Regions from separate parts of the Oncorhynchus mykiss genome. Here region 1 is linked to region 2. The links are chromatin contacts, called in public Hi-C maps. All regions are on one chromosome and are shown on one strand. Each heading gives the region's core, a stretch centred on a gene start, on an enhancer-like site or on the middle of the called end of the contact. The rest is flanking DNA. Distances are from core to core; before and after follow the strand shown. Region 1 holds the start of LOC110506740 (chromodomain-helicase-DNA-binding protein 9). Region 2 overlaps LOC110506740 (chromodomain-helicase-DNA-binding protein 9).

The links. A called contact is a pair of places that touch in the nucleus more often than the background predicts.
Region 1: a Hi-C map of liver shows a contact between it and region 2, with 3 times the contacts expected there. The contact joins the promoter of LOC110506740 here to the enhancer-like site in region 2. A contact is called at or near these places in 2 of 3 Hi-C or Micro-C datasets (blood and liver).

The regions. Positions count from the first base shown.
Region 1 is chr26:36,912,045-36,915,085 of USDA_OmykA_1.1, reverse strand. LOC110506740 (chromodomain-helicase-DNA-binding protein 9) reads left to right here and starts at 1,426. Exons shown (of 40, transcript XM_036963373.1): 1 at 1,426-1,517. It overlaps LOC110506741 (AKT-interacting protein), which reads left to right. Exons shown (of 11, transcript XM_021586581.2): 11 at 1-312.
Region 2 is chr26:36,844,209-36,847,044 of USDA_OmykA_1.1, reverse strand. All of the region lies in intron 3 of LOC110506740 (chromodomain-helicase-DNA-binding protein 9), which reads left to right. Among protein-coding and RNA genes, the nearest start is that of LOC118944405, 44 kb to the right of the region's middle. Within about 2 kb of position 1,379, at least 4 of the 11 cell types and tissues checked have an H3K27ac peak or open chromatin away from gene starts, as enhancers often do. A contact at or near this core is called in liver, where this site is marked.

The sequences.
Region 1 (3,041 bases), core at 177-2,676, 68 kb before region 2:
AGTTTTGAATGTTCTATTTACCCTTATTGAGCTGATTAAAGGTTTGTCTAAATAAAAATGTGCTGTGGGAATGGCAGCCCTCAACAGACATTGTTTTGCTCAAGCTTTTGGCTACTTGGCACTATATTGCTGTGAAATGAAGTAAACACATGCTGTCTGGACTGTTGAATTTGGTAAAACAATGCATATGTGGACTTCTCATTTTAACGTTCCTATATGGAACCAAATCTTCAGTCAACAGTTCACGCTGTATAGGTAGTGAGTTTGGAAAGCTTTTCTTTGAAAGGAAATAAACATGACAATGCATACCAATGACTGTGTTAAAATGAGCCTTTATATAACTAGGTACATCAGTTGAGAACAAATTATTATTTACAATGACTGCATAACCCGGCTGGTGCTGGGCCAATTGTACGCTGCCCTGTGGGGCTCCCAATCATGGCTGATAGATGATTCAGCCTGAAATCAAACCAGTGTCTAGTGACACCTCAAGCCCTGAGATGCAGTGCTTTGGACAGCTGTGATGTACATGTATGTAGTGATTAAGGTTTGAGGTAAGCACTGTTTGCCATTGACTAGCTGTGGAGATCTAAGTAGCCTTTATTCATCACATAAGGGTGTGTGGGTCATGTCGCACGACAACGTGTTAGAGCTCAATTTGGCCTTTGTGACTCCAGACTCCGCAAATGCGTGACACCATCCATACGGCGCTTATAAACCATATTTTCAGATCAAGCATACATTTGCTCTTAATAAATCAGCTGAACAGGTTGATAACCAGGGGTGAACTGAACATACGATGTTCGTGTTGAAAAATTTCGGAGCCTCAGAGGCACGCGAGGCCAAAAACGTTTTTAACTTTCCCCAGTAATACTTCCCGAAATGAAGGCATGTTCTTTGATTTAACTTTCAGAATAATCAAAAGGAGCGCGTGGAAGTATGTGTGAAAAATCTGGTTGGATCTCATCGATTTTAGAAAACCTTTCCACTATTTCTGATCTCATGCTGTCAGGCATAGATTTATGGTTCACGTCAAGACCATACTGACTTGGTTTAGCAGTACTGTGAAGAGCCACTGGGGGTCACAACACACTAACGACAGGTTGCCATGTTATTTTCCAACTATCTCGCCTGTCAGAGTCAACATTATTATCCGGGAGACTACAGGTTTGTGTTATCAAAGTAAAACCTCCGCGGATTGGCTTCAGATCTACCGCGGCCATCTTGTGTGTCATGCCTTTATAACCAATTTGGTCTAATATTTGTCATTTTATTTTTACATATGAGGAGTTACTATGGCACAAAATTGAAAATGAAATTTGTCCATGTGGAACCGGCTCCAAATGTAATCTGAGATTATAAAAATTGAACGACTTCTCAATTGTCCAATCAGAGAGCAAGTAACTGATATGCAAATTGTGTCATCGATTCGTCACGTCAGCAGCAGTGGAACCGCTCTGGTCAACTAGTTAACTTCGCTCTTATAATTTTCAGTCAACGGATTTTTCGTCACTTCGGTAAGTAATAAAACCATTTTCTCGTCATAAATAGAAAGTATTGGCTCCACACAGAGCTTTGAACTCTGGGAGCAAACCGTCATTCAAATGACTGAGAGACAGTGACGCTCAGCTGTGGTCACTAACGTTACGTTAACAGTGAGAATCCCGGTCTGAAAAGCACCCAACTAGCTAACTACAATATCAGTCAAATGGCTCGCGGAACATTGTGAGTTATCCCATTTCCATAATGATTCTCAGAGTTCGAATTATTGCATTCGTGTTACTAAAGTTATTGATGGCGCTTCTCAACTGACAGCGACCCGCTGTGATGGGGTACGAGCCTCGAGCCAGCTCAGCATCGTTACCATGAATGTGCATGCAGAGGGTAAAGTGATATCAGTCGGGGGTCTCAACGAAACTCGGTCGGGTCCATCAACAACTGGTTGGATTGTCTGTGGTCAATCTATTGCATTGTTCTTAATGAATGACTGTCGACCCCCATCCAGCTTTCCCTCCTCTCCTACTCAGCAGAGGCGTCACGACACCACTGAAGTCGAGAGGAGACAAGTGGGGACACGTGTACGATTCGAGTCTCGAGAAGAACAGATGGTGGGAAAGAATCCCTAAGGCTTGCCACCTGACTTTCAGATTCAGAAAGTTAAGATTCAGCTAATTTCTCTAACTAGGTAGCCTGTTGTGATTGGGAAACACATCGAGTGCCAAGCAGCCTTTTTACTATAAGGTGCAGCAAGGCTGTTGTGAAGATTCGATGCTCAGATAGCCACGAGCCATAGCTGCACTCGGAGGATGCTGAGGTTAGTGGCCATTACAGACGGGCTTCTTTCTATCATGGGTTCATTGTTACAGATTCTCGCTGTGCCACACAAACCAGGTGTGGTTAATTGAGGGATTCTAGAACCTATTCTAAAGTAAAAATTCAACAATGCAATAGGATACTTATTAACCTTTCTTACTTCGTAATAACACTGTTATTCTTGGGATTATTCTTATTTAACGTCTTTACAAACGAGTGTAATCAGCAGCCAGTTGATTCAAATCGATTGATGATTATCATGGATGTCCGTTGCACGTAGATGTAGTTTGTGCAAATTCTATTTTGATTTCTGAATCCATGATGGAGTTGGATCGTCGACAGACGACGGGTTTGTGAGTTTGGACAGTTTGATGCTGCATTGTTTCTGTCTCTATGTCGTTATTGTGGCTGCACTTGTTATTTGTATTTTTTGTTGTTGTTGAGGGTGCTTAGATAATAAGTCACCAGGACTCTGAAATCGACGACGCCTATTTATTTGTTATGTATAGTGGGTTGGTGATATCATGCTACTTGAGGCAAAGAGGCATAGACTCATGATAAACAAAGAAAGAAGCAAGCGGCAGGCATGCAGAGGTAGCTAGCCCACTGGGCACAGACTTCAATTCAACGTCTATTCCACGTTGGTTCAACGTAATGTCAATGAAATGACGTGTAAACAACGTTGACTCAACCAATGTGTGACCAGTGGGAGGAGGCTAAATGTAAAC
Region 2 (2,836 bases), core at 130-2,629:
AATGCATGGTTATTTGTATAAATAACTGTGTGTGCTGTGTGGTTGTGTGTGTATGTTTTGTGCCTTCTCTCTAGCACCCTCTCTCTCCCTTTGGCTCCATCTAAACCACCACAGCCAATATCAGCCCTTATTTAGTGGGAAATGTCCAGGTGGGATAGTGTATCCTAGACCTTGCCTAGCGTGTGGCCGAGGACCAGTGTGTGAGGAAGAGACCAGCTTAGTGTGACTGAGACAGGCTAGGCTGTGGTATTGGCTGTAAGCACTAGGCAGGATGAATGCCTGGCTGGTTGAATGACTGGCTGTGTTTGGCTGGATGACTGACTGGCTGGCTAATTTTCCTGGTTCCACTGTACTGTATTGGAGCATAAGCCCAGAGGGAGTCTTCTATCGCTTAACTAGAGACAGGCTAGCACAGTGAAGCATTTCTTCTTCTTTTGGCTCTATACTCCAAAAGTTTGGATTTGAACTCGAACAATGACAACAAGTTTGATGTGCAGACTTTCAGTTTTAATTTGAGGGTATTTTCATCCATATCAGGTGAAACATTTAGAAATTATACAGTATGTACTGAAGTGAGAAAGTTAGACGCACAAATATCATACTCCCAAGACATGCGAACCTCTCACCATTATAATAACAGGGGAGGTTAGCATTTTATTGGGAGGTATGATATTTGTATATCTGTAACTTTCCCACTCATCATTATTCACAATTAATTCAGGATTATCCATAATCAGGGTAGCATCCACATTAATTTAGAAGTGTTTAGAAACATTCTATTCTTAATTACAATTAAAGTGACTCCAAAGTGACACAATACATTATTTACCATTCATTTCTATTGGGTACAAAATAATCAGAAACTCAACCAAAACAAACAGCAAATGCATCCAACAAGTTTCTAGAGTCACAAGCTTGATGTAGTCATTGCGTGCTATGAATATGGGACCAAATACTTAAATGTAATACACATAGGTGAATTTTTACCAATACTTTTAGTCCCTTAAAATTCTGTCATTTCAAACTGTTGCCCAATATGGATGAAAATACCTTAAAATTAAAGCTGACAGTCTGCACTTTAACCTCATAGTCATTGTTTGATTACAAATTCAAACTGTTGCAGTATAGAGCCAAAATAAAAAATACAATTCTTCCCTGTCCCAATCATTACGGAGGGCACTGTAGTTAGTTATGTGTGCGTGTGTATGTGTGAGTACCTCTTTCAGAGTAGTTGGTGTTATGTGAGAAGGAATCTACTTACTGCGTGTCTGCTCGTGTGAGCCTTGCCGTGTTTTGGAGCGTATCAGACAGAGCTAGAGAGCTTCTGTTCCTGTTGCTGTGTGAGAGAGTACAGGGGGAGGAGAGGGGTGGAGGAAGACAAGGTGAGAGATAATGTGCATGACAGAGGGAATGAGGGAGGAATGATCTGGAGCACACACAGAGAGAAGACAGGAGTACAGCCCCGGGAGGGAGGGAGCTGTTGTATTATCTGTGTGTCTGATCTCAGGTTATGTAGGGCGTTTAGAGCACTTAGAACAGACATAGGCCTGTACAATACTGACATATACAGACATATACGGTACATGTCTAGGCTGAGGACTTCACAGTAGAGGTCTTCCCGGATCCACCTGTACCCGAATACCTGAGACCCAATCCAGGACCCCAAGCTAAACGTGCCACTCTTTTAACGAGAGTGGCACGTGTAGCTTGCTGTTGTTGTTGGCCAATCATAAGTCATCAAAGCGGCAATAGGCTACAGCCATAGAGCCTCTGTGTTAGGAGATATTGAGTCAATGGAAGATGGAATTCAAATTCTGTAATTAAAAATGAAAGGAGAATGATAGGCTACAACGACCAAGAGCCAACAGCTAAGCTCCATTCTGAATGGAGTTGTTGTTGTTTAACTGAGCAGGATGAGAAAGCACATGCATTCTCAATTAGCCTAGCAGTTTGATGCAGTCAAGACAGGCTACATAATCATATTGGATGATACATTTTCTATCTATGGCAGCTATTAGTCTACTATAGCGAGAGTCTACTTGGTTGGTTGCTGTCTCTTCCTCCCACCTCCCTATTCCCGTGTCACTCGCTCACACTCTCAGTAGCCTACACACACAGCACAGCCCCTACCCGAGCTTCACCTATGTTTACCTCCACTCCCTCACACTTTATCAGCTCCAGTTAATTAATAAAGTAGCTTAAAAATATACTTTTCTGCTGCTTCCTTCACTCGGATCGGACAACCAGGTCTATATGGAACGGGTCTAGTTGTCCTCGGGTCCTTTCGGAAGGGGTCTCTATATAAAAAATGTTTTTATTTATGCATATCGGGTCCAGATGGGAAAGCCCCAGGTCCATTTCAAATGGGTCAATATTTTTGGACCCGTGAAGGACTCTATGTCACAGTTCAATGAGATGGATGTGCCACTGTGTTTTCCCTTTTTGTAGTTAGGTAACGAAGTTCGGACGAGGGAAGAGACACAGGAGTATTAGCATGGACTTATACAGTGCATTCGGAAAGTATTCAGACACCTTGACTTTTTCCATATTTTGTTATGTTACAGCCTTATTCTAAAATTGATTAAATATTTTTTTCCCTCATCAATCAACACACAATACCCCATAATGACAAAGCAAAAACATGTTTTTCAAAATGTATTACAAGTATTTGGGGAGTTTCTCCCATTCTTCTCTGCAGATCCTCTCAAGCTCTGTCAGGTTGGATGGGGAGCGTTGCTGCACAGCTATTTTCAGGTCTCTCCAGAGATGTTCGATCAGGTTCAAGTCCAGGCACTGGCTGGCCCACTCAAGGACATTCAGAGACTTGTCCCGAAGC